Regions from separate parts of the Sus scrofa genome. Here regions 1, 2 and 3 are each linked to region 4. A link is a contact called in public Hi-C and HiChIP or PLAC-seq data. All regions are on one chromosome and are shown on one strand. The core of a region is the stretch at or near the end of the contact, and the rest is flanking DNA. Distances in the headings are between cores, read along the strand shown. Region 1 holds the start of JAGN1 (protein jagunal homolog 1). Region 2 holds the start of MTMR14 (myotubularin-related protein 14). Region 3 holds the start of RPUSD3 (RNA pseudouridylate synthase domain-containing protein 3). Region 4 holds the start of OGG1 (N-glycosylase/DNA lyase).

The links. A called contact is a pair of places that touch in the nucleus more often than the background predicts. HiChIP or PLAC-seq counts read pairs in DNA pulled down with a chosen protein or histone mark.
Region 1: an H3K27ac HiChIP or PLAC-seq map of alveolar macrophages shows a contact between it and region 4. The contact joins the promoter of JAGN1 here to the promoter of OGG1 in region 4. A contact is called at or near these places in 1 of 5 promoter capture datasets (liver), 2 of 47 Hi-C or Micro-C datasets (heart right ventricle and liver) and 2 of 2 datasets of contacts at active chromatin or transcription factors (alveolar macrophages and skeletal muscle).
Region 2: a contact with region 4 is called in a Hi-C map of liver, with 2.7 times the contacts expected there. The contact joins the promoter of MTMR14 here to the promoter of OGG1 in region 4. A contact is called at or near these places in 7 of 47 Hi-C or Micro-C datasets (epiblast stem cells, fetal heart ventricle, heart right ventricle and 2 more) and 1 of 2 datasets of contacts at active chromatin or transcription factors (alveolar macrophages).
Region 3: a contact with region 4 is called in an H3K27ac HiChIP or PLAC-seq map of alveolar macrophages. The contact joins the promoter of RPUSD3 here to the promoter of OGG1 in region 4. A contact is called at or near these places in 1 of 5 promoter capture datasets (liver), 4 of 47 Hi-C or Micro-C datasets (fetal liver, heart right ventricle, liver and 1 more) and 2 of 2 datasets of contacts at active chromatin or transcription factors (alveolar macrophages and skeletal muscle).

Annotation. Positions count from the first base shown.
Region 1 is chr13:66,153,161-66,157,196 of Sscrofa11.1, reverse strand. It overlaps JAGN1 (protein jagunal homolog 1), which reads right to left and starts at 2,342. Exons shown (of 8, transcript XM_021069312.1): 1 at 1,343-2,342. The coding sequence starts at 1,431.
Region 2 is chr13:65,946,960-65,950,901 of Sscrofa11.1, reverse strand. MTMR14 (myotubularin-related protein 14) reads right to left here and starts at 2,382. Exons shown (of 18, transcript XM_013981948.2): 1 at 2,076-2,382; 2 at 1-110. The coding sequence starts at 2,231.
Region 3 is chr13:66,132,036-66,135,961 of Sscrofa11.1, reverse strand. RPUSD3 (RNA pseudouridylate synthase domain-containing protein 3) reads left to right here and starts at 2,188. Exons shown (of 9, transcript XM_013981960.2): 1 at 2,188-2,343; 2 at 2,639-2,778. The coding sequence starts at 2,219. LOC106505669 (a long non-coding RNA gene) reads right to left here and starts at 2,152. Exons shown (of 3, transcript XR_002337652.1): 1 at 1,993-2,152; 2 at 1,039-1,260.
Region 4 is chr13:66,036,188-66,040,046 of Sscrofa11.1, reverse strand. It overlaps OGG1 (N-glycosylase/DNA lyase), which reads right to left and starts at 1,378. Exons shown (of 10, transcript XM_001928192.7): 1 at 898-1,378; 2 at 515-622. The coding sequence starts at 621. It overlaps BRPF1 (peregrin), which reads right to left. Exons shown (of 12, transcript XM_021069303.1): 12 at 2,601-3,454. The coding sequence ends at 3,271.

The DNA of each region.
Region 1 (4,036 bases), core at 1,093-3,592, 120 kb before region 4:
TTGCAAATTATATGGATCATAGGAAGGAGTAATTAATTCTGCTTGGGATGAATTGCCTAAGAAGGCTGTCTAGACAAGGATGCTATCTGAGCTAGGCTCTGAGAAGTGGGTGGAGATGAAAACTCCAAGCAGAGCTAAGAGCATGCAAGCAAAAAAGGCCTAAGCATTTGTGTTCCAGGAAAGCAAGTGGTTGGGTGTGGAAGGACTACACTGTGGTGAGGAAGGGAGTAGCAGGACATGAAGTTGCAGACTATGAAAGAGTCAGTTTAAAGGCAGAAGAGGAACCGAGGGCTGTGTTTTGAAAGATGATTAACTGTAGCACAGGCATTCAGCCCATTAGAGGAGGTACTGGCAGCAAGGAAACCAACTCAGGCTGCCCACACTTCTCCAGCTAGAGTACATTTTTCACCTAAAGGAAGCCCATTTTCTCTTATTCTTTGAATTTCTCAGGTCCTAAATCCACTTTACATCTCCTTCGAGGGCAGAGTTCTGCTCTAGACAGACATGAAAACACAGGCTTGGCTGTGAGTCCCCTTGGCAGGGGTCTAAGGATAGGAATAAAGTGAGGGTTCGCAGAGCTTGTCACTCTTTAAAACTCTGGAGAAAAAGATGCAGAAAAGATTCTGGGAAAGTTTAATGGGATTAAGAAAGAAAATCTTTTAAAAAAATTCATTATAGAACGTGCAGAAAGGTCGGGGGGAAAAATCAGTCACCTGTAGACTTCAAACTTCATGAAGGCGGGACCATTTTTGTTTGTTTGTCAATAAACTTTTTATTGAAAGTATAACATGCATACAAAGACTAGGTTGTTTCCGCTATTGTATCTTCAGTGCCTAGCACAATGCATGATGGGTAGAAACTCAATAAATATCTGTTGAAGGAATAAACGAATGTAGAAATATACCTTACGTGCTGGTGGATGGTGGTGGTCCATTAAACTCATTTTAGGGCCACATTCCCCAAAAAGCCCAAAATATAGCAGCTACTACGTATTGGGCAGACTTACGGGCTGTTATGCTACGTCCTTTACGCTAATTGTTGCCTCATTAATTCACCAATATCAAAATGGCAGATTAAATTTCCCTTGCCAGATGAGAAAACTGAGGCTCAATTAGAAATTCTGTTCCCGAGGGCGGAGAGCCAGGCCAGCATCGCAGTGGAGCGGGCCGGACCCCTCGAGGCACAGGGGGATCAAAGGTGGAGCTCAGAGGAGCAAGGGGGCTTCTCGAGATTGGGGACCGGTTCCGGGTTGTCCTAGAAGGAGGGACTTGGCAGGTGCGCGGGGGCTGCCTGGGAAGCAAGATCCTGAGGCCTGGCCCGCAGATCTAGCCTCACTTCATACCTCATCTGGTAGTGCATGGCGACGCGCTCCCGGTGCTGAAAGTCGCTGCCGTCGGTGCCAGCCGCTCGCGGGCCTGCCCGAGACGCCATTGTCCCCACCCAGAACCCAGGAGCCCGTCACACCGACCCGCTGTCACGACTACCACGCCAAGCGGCCCACGGACGCCGTTCGCGCCACCTCAGCTCAGCCAACCCAAGAGCCTGGGGTTTCGCGAGGACAACTTCCGGCCTGTCTGTCCCTGGAGGACCGACTCTGTGGTCATTCCCCTGTGCAAGCGCACGCGCAGGAGAACACGTACGCACGCGCGCGCTCTCGGCCCCGCCCCAGCAGTCTCTCCCCGCACTTTGCCCCGTGCAGAATATTAATTCACAGCACATGTATATTTTTGCCAAGGTCTTGCTGATTCTCCAGCCTCTCCAGCACTTTCACTTCTTAAACTCTCACTCAAGTTTAAGATGTCTCAGTCCCCACTTCACAGATTGGGGAAACTTATTCCTGGAAAAGATATGTGACTTTCTCAAGAGCATACATCTTCCATCCTGTCTTAAAGTATCTCCCCACAGATTACTTAATCATTGCAAAGAGGAAACGGTAACTTCACAGGAGATATCGGGAGAAGGCACAGGAGAAACCTGGCATGCATCCCCTTAACTAAGTAAGCAAATTAACTTGACCGGAAGTGAGACAAACTGAATCTTTCTGCCTCCTGATAAAGCTGAGGACACAGCATCACTTTTGTGATGTGCATGCCCAAAATACTCAGCCTGAATCTATCATGAAGAGATGACAGATAAACTCAAATTGAAAGACATTCTGCAAAATAACTGGACTGTGCTTTCTTTAAAATGTCAAGGCCATGAGAAAAAGAAATTAGGTAGAAGTAGAAAGCAGGGCAGTGGCTGCAGGGCTAGAGGAAAGAAGGAATGGAGACTTGTTCAGTGGGTACAGAGATGAAAAGGAGATGAAAAAGTTCTGGAGATCAGTGTGGTAAGGGTTGCACAACAGTGTGAATATACTTAATGCCAGTAAACTGTACACTTAAAAATGATTACTTTTAGAAGTTCCCATTGTGGCTCAGCAGAAACAAATCTGACTAGCATCCATGAGGAAGTAGGTTTGACCCCTGGCCTTGTTCAGTGGGTTAAGGATCTGGTGTTGCTGTGAGTTGAAGAGTAGGTTGTATACACAGCTTGGATCCAGCATGGATGTGGCTGTGGCTGTGGAGTAGGCCAGCAGCTACAGCTTGGATTCGACCTCTAGCATGGGACCCTCCATATGCTGTGGGTGCAGCCCTAAAAAGACAAAAATTGTTACTTTTATGTTATGTGCATTTTACCACAATAAAACACAAATAAGAACATTTCAAAATTGTTACCCGAAAAACTAAACCATTTTTCCATGTGTTTTGAGTCATTTAGATTTCCTTTCCCTGAACTATGTTCCTATTCTTTGTTTTGTCTTTTGTCTTTTAGAGCGAACCTGTGGCTTATGGAGGTTCCCAGGCTAGGAGTCAAATCAGAGCTGTAGCCACTGGCGTACACCACAGTTTATGGCAACGCCAGATCCTTAACCCACTGAGTGAGGCCAGGGATGGAACCTGCAACCTCATGTTCCTAGTTGGATTTGTTTCCGCTGTGCATGATGGGAACTCCCATATTCTTTGTTGTTTGTGTACTGCATTGCTGGTCTTGTTTGTTTTTGTTTTAAATGGCTGCACTCAGGCTAGGGATTGAATACCCCTACACACAGCTGCGGCAACACCAGATCCTTAACCCACTGCACTGGGCAGGGATCCAACCTGAGCCACCTCAGAGACAGCATTGGATATTTAACCCACTGTGCCACAGTGGGAACTCCCAGAAAAGTTTTTTAAATGTGGTTGAATATACAGTCTTTTCTTTTTGGCTTCTCAATTTTTATTCATAACTAGAGTCCTTCTCTACTCCAAGGTATCTCAAATGATTTTATGCATTTGGCATTTGATGATCATGCTCAGACATCTGAGCTCCTCAAAGAGAGGTGTAAGAACCAAGTTACTAGCCCATGTGTCTGGCACAGGGTAAAAGCTCAACATGATTGCTGGATATATACATTCCAAGTGAGCCCAAACCATCCTCTTCTCCTAAGCACTGTGAAGAATCCTCAGGTTGACAGAACCATCCTCGACACTCCCCAATCCTACCACAGACACTCTCTGGCTTTAGCTTGTACTTATCTCTGTCTTTTCTGTGTGTGATTTCCATGATGTTCGTCAGGGCCAGACTGCTTCTGAGTCATCACTGGCTTATCATGAGACTCTTAAGCACAGTGGATGCTCAATAAATGTTTGAGCATGAATGTCCACGGGAGGGGTCCCAACCCTTTCCCCAGAACTTCCTCCCTGAAGCTTTTCTCCCTGCTTTTGGTTTGCCTTAGAGTTTATTGATTTGTGTTCTTGTCACTTCACCCTTCTCCTTCCCTCTTCAAATTATTGCAGTGATGTTTCCTTGCCTTTGAACACCCCACCCACCCAGGACTTTCAAAAGACTGGCTCCAGGCCTAGCGTAAAGCTGTAGTATCAATGTTTCTGTGTCCCCGCCTCCCCACCTTTCCCCACCATTTGTGTGTTGAAAGCTAATCCCCAGTGTGATGGTATTTGAAGGTAGGATTTGGGAAAGTGGAATTAGTGTCCTTATAAAAAAGATTCCTTTGCCC
Region 2 (3,942 bases), core at 1,133-3,632, 90 kb after region 4:
ACGATGTGCTGGGGGTAGTGGCCGCAGATATCCCCATTCACATTCTGGATCACGCTGTAACAGTAGTCTCGGCCAAACAGCTCCAGACACCTCTTCTCAATGCGCTCAACCTGCACAGAGGAGGAGACCTGAGCATAAAGAAGATTCTGGGGTTCTGAGGTTGAATCACTGGAGAGGTCACTGGGAATGCCATGTGCCTCTGTGATGATAATTCAATGCTGGGAAGAGACACATTGCTGGACCACAGGCCCTAAATGTGTAGTTCATGAACCCATATATGGTAGGCTTTAGGACAGACTCTTTCCCTCAATGCTTCAGGAAAATCTTGTAGCATTTGAAGAGAGGATTACAGATTCTTAAAGGGGTCCACAATCCATGAAATATTAAGAACTCCTGCCTAGGTTACTTTAAGTAGCACTAATCCATTATCTTCCTTTGCCCCGAAATTCTCCTTCATTCTCCAGCCAAAGACCAGTACCTAGAAGCTCAAGTTAGCATAATGAGTAAAAGCTGCAGACAAAGCTGTCTCCTTACACACAATTTGCTTATGAAATAGAAGAAACAGCACCCTTAAAATTGCTGTGGTTTTGCTCATCTCAGGGAAAGGCCCATTAGAAGAAAGACATAAGACCTGTAACATCCCAAGAAGCCTGCAAGAGATCATAAATTTAAGGCCAGCTAGAGTGAGAGTCAGGTGTAACTCTTTACAACCCTAATCTTCAGGGGTGTTTACAACGGAAGGGGGGCCCAGCAAAACCACTGACCCTCTACCCATCCAAAAGACCAATGGGGAAGGAAAAACTCAGTGGCTTAAACTAGCAATCCTCAAATTTCAAGGTTCATATCATTAACAAGCCTATTTAAAAAAATACAAATTCCAAGTTACCACTCTCAGAAATTCTAACTCAGTAGGACTGGATAGGACCAAAGAAACTTTTTTATCAAGCACCCCAGGAGTTCCTGTCGTGGCTCAGTGGTTAACGAATCCAACTAGGAGCCATGAGGTTGCGGGTTCGATCCCTGGTCTCACTCAGCGGATCTAGGATCCGATGTTGCCATGAGCTGTGGTGTAGGTTGTATATGCAGCTCGGATCTGGCGTTGCTATGGCTGCTGCGTAGGCCGTCTCCAATTAGACTCCTAGCCTGGGAACCTCCATATGCCACGGGTGCAGCCCTAGAAACGACAAAAAACAAACAAAAACCAACAAGCACCCCAGATGATGCTGAAGTGGGTAGTCCTCAGGCTAAGAGCTGAGAAATAGTCATCTGGACAGTGGAGGAAACTCATTGTTACTGAAGCCTTCCCTGGGTTACTCTAGAGACTAGCAGATGCCAACTGCTGTGTGTCCCATTATAGGTAACCCCTGGAGCCAAACCAGAGTTTCAAGACCCAGGATGAAAAAGAATCCCATTAGAAAACCTGATGCTAACCCCTCCAAAACCACGTGGGGAATGAAAGATGGCAGGGTCAGCAAGATTCCCTAGGATGGGAATGGCCTGATCAGACTGGAAGCCTTCCAGGTCTGGCCATAAGGAGACTGAAAAGAATCTCAAAGGCAGAAAAAAAAGAGGAACCAAGACTTGTTTTTCATAAAGGAACAGAGGAGTGTGGGCTCCCTTCATGCACAAAGGGAAAGGAAAGGGATGGTCCTAATTCTAAAGTCACTCTGAGACTGTATAAAGAATCAACACACTCCAGTTTAACTCTTGACTTCATTCTGCCCCACCCCTCCACGGAGCTGCAGAAATCCTCTAGATTTTTAATTCTAGACTTGGAGGCTTCTGTGCTAGTATCTTATGCAGGGGAACAACCCTCCTCAGCTCCTCCTCTCTAATCTCTGAATGGCCCCTCAGTTCGGATCCCTAGCCTCCAAATCCCTTGTCTCAAACCAAAACGTCGTCCTTCCTTGGCTCATTCTGATCCCAGCTCCTCCTTTTCGGTTTTTAAACCCGACCCTTGCTCTACAGGTCCAGATCCTGGCAATCTCCCTCTCTCCCTCCTTTCTCTGACCTGTCTCTCCTCAGTAGCTTCCCAAGCCAGGGACCCTCTGCTGCTCACCGTGCCTCCGACTCACCTTAGAGCCTCCCGTCCCGCTAAAATCCTTGGCCCGATACTGAGTCCGGGAGAACTCCTCCAGCAGCTCCCCGAGCCCCGGCTCCTGCGGCTGCGGGTTGCCCGAAGAAGCCGAAGACCCCGCCGAGGCAGCGGCGGCGGCCCGAGCGCCGGCCATGGCCCAGTCCCGTGTCCCCTTTAGCGCCAGAGGCCCCCTCACCACCGATCAGGACAGCCCATAGCAGCGGGAGGAACCTACTCCGGTCCGGAACCTCCCGAGCCGCCTCAGCCGCCGCCTTGCCTTTCCACTTCCGGCCCCGCCCCACCCTGCCGGATGTTTACTCCAGTTCTGGCCAATCGGAGCCCGAGATTAGCGCCCCGCCTCAAGATTATCGGCCCACCCCCTGACGCGGAGCTTTCCAAGTGGTCTCCAGGGAGCGGACCGCGGCCACTCGCAGAAACCTCGTGCTCCTCCCCACGGGGTTTCCCCCGGGGAAGCCGGACTAAACCATTGGGGCTGGGGGGGGGGAAATAGCGTGGTAACTGAGAGGAAGGAACCACCACGGGAAAGACTAGCGGAACAGTGGAATGAACCATTACAAGGAGAGGAGGAGGGAACTGTTGGAGGCAACTAATTAGTGTTGGCAACCCTAGTAAGTAAGAAAACAGCATTTTCTAAGGCACTTTGCTTTCACTGCTCCTCAAAATGTCCCTACGAATACAGTGCTGCAATGGCCAATCCATTTTATTGAAGAAGAAACGCGGGGGTTGGTGGGAATGACTGGCTTGAAATTATATGATGAAAAAGGCCCATATTACTGTTCTTTTTATCTAGTGCAATATTTCCAACACTCACGGAAAAGGAGAGAATAGTATAATGAACCCCCATGTATCCATTAGCTGGTTTCAACAATAATCAGCATATACCACCCTGTTGTTTAATCATCCTTTCCTCATCTAGTAGAATTATTTCAAAGCGCATCTCATTGTTTAACCTGAGAATACGTCAGTGATTTATCTCTAATAGATTAGTATTGTTAGAAAAATAATTAAGAAAGACAATTTAGGTGTTAAAGAAACTAATACTTCATGAAGCCTCCAGTGTTTGTCCTCAAGGGGCCAAAGAACTGCAAAATGGAGCTGGAGGCAGGAAACTTTTGTAGGATAAAGAATAAGGAAGTGAAAAATAAAAAATGATTAAAGAGCAAGGAAGTAAGTATAGAGCCTACAGTTGGCTTGGCGTTTGGGGATTGGCTGACTAGATATAGTATGTTACTGGTCAAGCAGAAGATTTACAAAAGTTATCTAAGTTTTGGTATGTTGCCATGGCAGCCTGGGCAGGAGTGGCACCATCTTTGGTCTAGAAATATATTTCAGCAGTTCCCCCTTTTATCATCCTATTGATCATCCAAGAAGTTTGGGGAAAAAAATCGGTATTCATTTTACTGTACAGCAGAAATGTTCACAACATTGTAAATCAACTATAATTCAATAAAACCTTTAAAAAAAGAAAAGAAATCAGTATTCAGTATTAACATGACCCTCAGTCACCACTGCCTCTTCTGATCTCAGTGTAGTATTCACAAAAAGTGATGTCAGGCTTGTATTCTTGGAGCTGGTTCCATTCTTTCTTTCACTTTTGTCATTGCACTTCAGAGAGAGACCATCTGTTGGCTGGTCAATGGCTGCCCATACACATTTAAAATTTTTGAGAGAACCCAGCTTATTAGGCTGACAATAATAATTACTAGCAACAAAACAACGTCCGTGATTTGGAGAGTACTCCTGAGCCAATGTCCCTATGTTTCAAATCAGCAAGAAAACTAGAGACATTCCCTTAAGCCAGTCAGTGTGTTCATGTATTTTGTGTAACTATTTACTAAAAGTAT
Region 3 (3,926 bases), core at 939-3,438, 95 kb before region 4:
CATATGCCGAGGGAGCGGCCCAAGAAATAGCAACAATAACAACAACAACAACAAGAAGACAAAAGACAAAAATAAAATAAATAAATAAATAAATAAAAAAAAATTTATGAATCATAGAGTCTTTTCCTTTTTGGCTGCTCCGAATATGGAGTTCCTGGGGCAAGGGTCAGGTCCAAACAGCAGTTGTGATTTACACCACAGCTGGGGCAATGCCAGATCCTTTAACCCACTGTGCCAGGTGGGGGTTCGAACCTGCGTCCTGGCACTGCAGAGACACTGCTGATCCTGTTGCACCACAGCAGGAACTCCTCATACTTTTATATCTGGCTTAGATTTTTAAACTGGGGTGTATGTATCTGTGTGAAGAAAATAATATATCAATGAGGTTAAAAAAAAAAAAAGTTCCAAAGGGTAAAAATAATTATACATGTTCTCACTTCTGATTCCTTTCCAGAAGCAACCACCATCTCATTTGTGTACACCCTTTCAGAAATGCAGAAGTATGTAAATATAATAAATATATATAAATAACAGGCACATAATACACATATTCTAGTCACACTGTCCTTCACTTTGTTTTTTTGATTTTGTATAGTCTGGAGATTGATTCACATTTGCACATGTAGATCTATACAGTCTTCGGTTAATGGCTGCATGTGTATGTGCTACAACTGACTTAGCCATTCCTCTCTTGAGGGATTTTGATTTGTAGTCTTTCACTATTGCTAAAGAAGAACTGAAAGTTACAGTGCTCTTAGCAAACAAGTAATAGAAAATAACTTTTCTATTGCTATAACTACCGGATGGAACCCAATTCTTTGCCTCCCCCACCCACGCCCCATTTTTGGCTGCTCTGTGGCAAAAGGAGTTCCCGGGAGGCCAGGGATCAGATTTGAGCCGAACCCTCGGCAATGTAGGATCCTTAACCCCCTGTGCTGGGTGTGGATCCTGTTGTGCCACCTCGGGAATTCCTCTTTGGTTTATTGCATTTAATGTCTTATTTCTCTGGTTGCCCCCTCCCTCTCCTCCTCCCCATACCTTTCCCTCCTGGTGAATCTTCTATTACTTCTTTACAGCTCGTCACTCACAACTCCCGTACTTTCTTCAATTCCAATGGGCTCCTCACTCTTCTCTCTCTCTCTCTCAGCATCTCCACAGGGTTTCCGCAAGGTGGGTTGTGATGCTGTTATTTTAAAGGTGAACTTCTTGTGGGTGGGGCTGAGTCTTAAAAATCTCTTTCTGGTTCACAGATGTCAAGGCCTAGCACAAAGTTAACATTAAAAAAATGCTGAAATTCGGGAGTTGCCATGAGGATGCAGGTTCAATCCCTGGCCTCCCTCAGTAGGTTAAGGAGACATTGCCCTGAGCTGTGGTGTAGGCCAGCAGCTACAGTGCCTATTGGACCCCTAGTCTGGGATCCTCCATATGCCGCAGATGCAGCCCTAAAAAGACCAAAAAAAAAAAAAAAAATGTTGAAATTGGTGATGATAAGATTTATTTCCCTGGCAGTTCTAATCATAAGACAATTTATGTTTCCACTTTGATTATTTGTTCTGTTTTCGCTTTAATAAATAATGCTGTGGTGACCCTCTTTGAGCCTCTGGCCTTTTTTTCCTTTTGGATTATTCACTTAGCTGTGTTCTTCAAAACAAAGTTACTGGACCAATGAATGTGGGTTTTTTTTTCCAATTTGCCTTGCAAGATCGTGCACAATGGTATTTTTGTTTGTTTGGGTTTTTTGTTTGGTTTTGTTTTTTAAATCAGAAAACTCCTAAGGGAGTTCCCACCAGTGGCTCAGCAGAAATGAATCTGACTAGTATCCTGAGGAAGCAGGTTTGATCCCTGGCTGTGCTCAGTGGGTTAAGGATCCCACATTGCCGTGAGCTGTGGTGTAGGTTGCAGACACGGCTTGGATCTGGTGTTGCTGTGGCTGTGGTGTGGGAAAAAGAAGACGACTCTTAAGAATTACAAGGGTAATCAGAAAACCTTTACCTTTAGTCCTGCCTTTGTCCTAAGGCAGGACCCCTGACCTCGAGTAAAATCCTCCTCTGCTCTGTGCCACCGTTTCCCCCAAAGCACAAAAAGGAATTTCGGCATTTCCTCTGCTAGCAAAGGCAAAGCTCCCTCTTGTCGCCGCTCTGACCCTCGCTACTCCGATTGACAATCAGTCTGACCAATCAGAGCGCTGTGAGCGAGCCGGGGCAGCCCTTCCGGACACATGCGCACTATCCTCACACCGGAGATGGGTGGCTACCGTGTCTGGGGCCAGGTCTGGGGCGGCTGTCGGCAGGGTCTGGGGATCTGCGCAGTGCCCAAGGCCGCAGGCTTTGGCACCGAGGCCAGGTGATTACGCACCTCCTGTTTCATGCGGGAGGGAGGTTGGGGCAAGATGAGGGTGTGTGCGGGATCAGCAGTTAGCCCTGCTGTGTGACCCTAAGTTAGTCAATTGACCTCTCTGAGCCTCAGTTCTCCCCGGGGTAAAATGCAGCTAGTTGAACCTGAATTTTCAGGATGCCCAACTCAGGCTTTCGGAAGCATTTGTGGGAAGCCGCAGGATTTGGAGAGAGATGTTGGAAATAAGAATGGGTGGCACCTCGGGAAGTTATGATTCTCCTGTTGCTTACCTTACTTTTCCTAGGCATCAGCTGCAATCCCGAGGTTCTAGCAAACGGTTGGGCTCCTTGGGTGACAAACCTTTCCGGAGGCTGCTGCAGCCAGAGAATCTCAGTCGGGAAGAGCTGGTTGATGTACTGAGGGAGGCTGTGGTGGACCAGAAAGGTGAGGAGTGGGAGGGACGGCTGCAGACAGATTAAGAAGGGGAGCAATTCTCACCTTAGCCTTCCGGGTACCTGGCTGGGCTCCCTACTAAAGGCTTCTGGGTCAAATCCTGGTTCTGATTCCCACTAGCCACTGGAGTTAGGACCAGCCACACAATCTCTTCAGTGCCTCACTATCATGGGTACAGGGGTATGGGGTGGGGGTGGGGGGTGTAAGTAGAGAACCTTGCATACAGTAGGCACTCCACAATGGGAATTGCTGTAATGAAGTTTTTATTGATGGACAAAACACAAGCTTTGAAATCATATCTCGGCTCTGTAATCAGCTTGTTGTGTGGCTTTAGGAAAATAATTTCCCTGAGTCTCAGTCTCCTGTAATTTATTATTAATTTTCTCAACTATTTATTGAACATAGGCTATGTTCTGGGCACTGTTCTAGACATGGCTATATAGTACTGAACAAGATAAATATGGTTCATGCCCTTAGGGAGCCAACATTTCAGTGGGAGAAGTTGATGAACCAGGAAATAAATTAACAGGTACTTACTAGTCAACAGTGCTATGAATAAAATGGTGTTATAAGAGTACCAGGAAGTTCCCGTCGTGGCTCAGTGGTTAAGGACTCTGACTAGGAACCGTGAGGTTGCGAGTTCCATCCCTGGCCTTGCTCAGTGGGTTAAGGATCCGGTGTTGCCGTGAGCTGTGGTGTAGGTCCCAGACGTGGCTCGGATCTGGCCTTGCTGTGGCTGTGGCGTAGGCCGGTGGCTACAGCTCCGATTAGACCCCTAGCCTGGGAACCTCCATATGCCACAGGAGCGGCCCTAGAAAAGACCAAAAAAAAAAAAAAAAAAAAAAAAAAGAGTACCACTTGTAGCCTGGGTTAAGAACCCAACTAGTATCCATGAGGATGCTGGTTTGATCCCTGGCCTCACTCAGTGGGTTAAGGATCCTGCGTTGCCACCAGCTGTGGTGTAGGTCACAGATGCGGGCAGACTGTGGCTTAGATTCCACATTGCTGTGGCTGAGGCTGGCAGCTGCAGCTCCATTTTGACCCCTAGAGTGAACTTCCATATGCGGCAGTTGCGGCCCTAAAAAAAAAGAAAAAAAAAGGTATTATAATGATAAGGAACTACAGGAAGGGAGCCGACA
Region 4 (3,859 bases), core at 129-2,628:
TCCCATTCTACAGCTGCTCCATATACAAAACTGATTTACAAAATGCAATTATATCATTTGATCCTTGCAGCTACACTGCACCCGCAGGCTTATTATCTCCACTTCATAAAGGAGGTAACAGGGTCACCACCCGTGCCTCAGTCTCTCCTTTGTACTCTGAAGTTTCTTCCATCTCCCCCAATGATTCCCCCCCTTTTTTTTTTTCCTTTTGTCTTATTAAGGTCGCGGCGACATATGGAGGTTCCCAGGCCAGGGGTCCAATTGGAGCAGCCAGCCTACGGCCACAGCGACGCCACAGCAACGCCAGATCCAAGCCGCGTCTGAGACCTACACCACAGCTCACGGCAACGCCGGATCCTTAACCCACTGAGCGAGGCCAGGGAATCGAACCTGCAACCTCATGATTCCTAGTTGGTTTCGTTTCCGCTGCACCTCGACGGGAACTCCAAACCCCCAGTGATTCTTTACGTCCCAGGTCTGCAGTGCTTAGAAGCCAAGAGCCAGGGTGACTTACCGGAAGGATTGCCCAGAAGCCAGAACCAGGTCCAGGCGCAGCTCAGAGCGTGGGCAGGGGATGGAGGCCCATAGAGCTGGGACAGAGGCTAGGGTGCGATGCCCCATGCTACGGGGCAGAACGGAGAGAGGGCTAATCTTTCCACTTCAGGCTCTGCCCCGTGATGGTCCTGCCCACTCCATAGCAGCTCTACTTACCACCAAAAGACCACGCCCCTCAAGGCCTCCCCACCAAATCCTGACCTCTAAATTGATTTAAAGCCCCGCTAGTTTCATTTAAATTCCTTCACTCCCCTCAGGCCCGGCCCCTTGCTGGCCACCAAAGCTCCGCCCCTCCCATTCTGTCCTATCTCCTGCCTCTACCCTCCGGCGCATCCTCCTTACATGTCCTCCCCTTGCCCTCCACAGCCTCTGGGCGCGCACCACAGGTCCTCAAGCGGCTGAGACTTTGGGAAGCGCGCGCAGAAGCGCTCTTCCGGTTTCTTAAGGGGCGGACCTCGCTAGCGCCGGAAGTAGGGCTCAAGCCCGGCTAATTGGATCCAGAGGTAGCCAGTCGGCGGAGAGCTAAGAGAGGCCAATGAAAATCGGGCGTGGCGTCGGGTGGGTGGACTTTGCAGCGCCTCAGCGGTTGGCGCGCGCTGGGCTAGCTGCCCGCCCTGGGCTTTTTCTCTGCGCTTGTGCTCGCTCCGCACGCCCGCTGGTTCCGTCCCGACGTCCCGCAGCCCGGTCGCAGAGAGCGCCCTCAGGCCCTAGTCCTCACTGTCCATTCTCCTCAGAGCCCTGGGACTCCTCAGGGTCTGCCTGCCCTCAGAATCAGGTCCTATCCCCTGCCGTCCAAAGATAGCTTTTCTCACCGAGCCTCTCCCTCCTCAGTCCGCCTCCCATGAACCCCCCTTCACCGAGAATCGCGCCAGAATGCAGCTCCGGCTCCGTTGAGCCTCTGAGTGTCTCCACAGCGCCTGGTCCGGAGGATCTGCCCTTGCGCCCGCCGGCTGAGCGGCTTCCCTCGGAGACCTTGTCGCTGAGCATTGACGCTGCAGCCTCAGACCTCCTCACGGGCTTCTTCGTGAGAGATCTAACAACTCTGTCTCAGGACGCAGCAGCTTCTTCCTGCAGATGCAGCCAGCCTGGGGCCTCCTCGGGGACTGGGCCAGGCGGCCCATAGAGGCCACAGGACCACCAAGTGTGTGGTCCCGAGGTAGCCCAGATGCCAGCGCCTTGGACTGGCCCAGGAAGGATGTGTCATGCAACTTCTTCCATTCTGGAAAAAGTTAAAAATCAAGGAGACAAAGAACTGTCTTTGGGTGGTTTTTCCCCTGCGTAGTGATATTTGGTTCCTGCATCTGAATAATGAGCCTGGCAGCTGATCTGTCAGTGTCCACCCACCCACAGAGCCTGGCAGCATCTCCATTGCCCTGCTCAGTAGCTGCAAGGCAGGGACAGCTGCTTGCCTGTAGCCCTCTCACCTGTAGGCAGGCCAGCTCATAGGTGCCCAGACTTGGAGGGCTTTCCTTCAATAAATGTTGAAATCAGAAGAGGTGTCAGGGTTGGGAATGAATGAAGAGTAACCTTTTGCATTCCTGCTCAGTCCGCAGCTAAACAGGGAAGGTCACAGCTATAGCCACTGTAAAGAAGTACTTGGACCATCCAACTGGCAAAGAACTTGAAGCACCTGGAGTCCACTAGAAACAGGCACTAGACTTTTCCAGCAGTTTGGCATGCTGTTTAAAGGGCAAGCATTGCAGAGAGGCAAATCCTACCTCTGTGACTTCCCAGATGTAGGGACTTAGGCAAGTTACTTAATGTTTCTAAACCTCAATGTATGTCTTTGTGGAGATAAGTGCCCTATTAACTTTGCCCAAAGTTACTTCAAGGATTATACAAAACTATCTAAAAGTGCTTCAGCACAGGGTCTACCACTTAGTTAAGTTCATGGAGAACGGGAGCTGTCACATTATTTTTGCTATTGTCTTAACAAATGCAGCAGACACAGCAACAAGCAACCGCTTGGGGCCAATTATTTACCATCCCTGGGGGAGAGAACCTTTTATCCCTTTGCCCTGGCAGAAGGCAAGAACCAAGAATTCCAAACAGACCATTTATTTTCTAAGAATCAATATATTTTCTTCCTTTGAAATAAATACAAACCAGTTTGAAAGGAGAGGGAAATCTATGGGAAGAAGGGAAGTGGGGACAGGCCCCAGGATTTTTAGTACCAAATGACTCTGGCGCGACCCGGAAACGCAGTTACAAATGAGAATAATTTAAATTCTCCGCTAATTACAGTATTTACAACAGCAGGGGAGGGGGTCACCTAGTGCCCCTCTTCCGGGCTGGACAGACATCAATCCCACTGCTAGGCTGGGCAGATGCCCGCTCACCTCACCACCTCAGGGGCCTCAGGCCACTAGGCAGTTAGGATTCTCCTGGCACAAGCAGGCAGGTGGTGGGATGGCCTGTTTACACAGTGTCCTAACCTTGGCCCACCACCTTGCACTGCAATGCCGTGAGGTCTCTGGAGCTTTCTGGCCTGTAGGACCTCTCCTCTCATTGCGCAGAGCCACCATGGGCCCTTGGAGTGTTCTGTACAGTCCAGCTGCACTCAGGGCGGGAGGGACCTCCCCCACCCAGCTTCCCCTGAGACTGGCCCCAAGACCAGGAATGAGTCAGTGCAGAGGCCGATGCCACTCCAGGACAGTGAGCAAAGGGGAGGAGAGAGGTGGCAGGGCACTGTAGGCTGGGTTGTTCTGGGCAGTATTAGTCACTATCGCTGGTTTCGCTGCTCTGCTCGCCTTGCACCTTGCTGCGGTGCTGCAGAGCCCTGTGGTAGGCAATCTGTACTGACTTGCGGATGTTGGATTTGCGGCCCTCCAGCATCTTCTCCTTGTCAAGGTCCTGGTTCACGCCCAGAGGAACCAGCTTAGTTCTGGGCAGCCACTGCCTGTAGGATGAAGTGAGGATCAGAAAAGTTATCTCTGGGAGAGCAACAAGCACCGGCCTTCCTTACTTATTCATTCATTCAAAAACACCTCTTGAGTGCCAACTCTGGGCCAGGCTCTGGTGGGAGGTAAGAGAAACTGAGAGATGCAGTCCCTGCCCTTATGGAACTGCTCACAGTCTAGCGATGAAAAGAGCCCAGTCAACAGTCTTACTGAGGGATAACCACAGGGTATTTATGGGTGTAAAAAGAGGCCTATCCCAACCTGAAATAAGTACCCTATCCCAGAGGCTCCAGGCAGACTTAACTGATATTAAATATTATCTGCAGACAATAACAACAAAAGATTACATACATGAAAGTGACAGAACAGGATTCAGAGCCTGAATGATTATGCCTGCTATATCT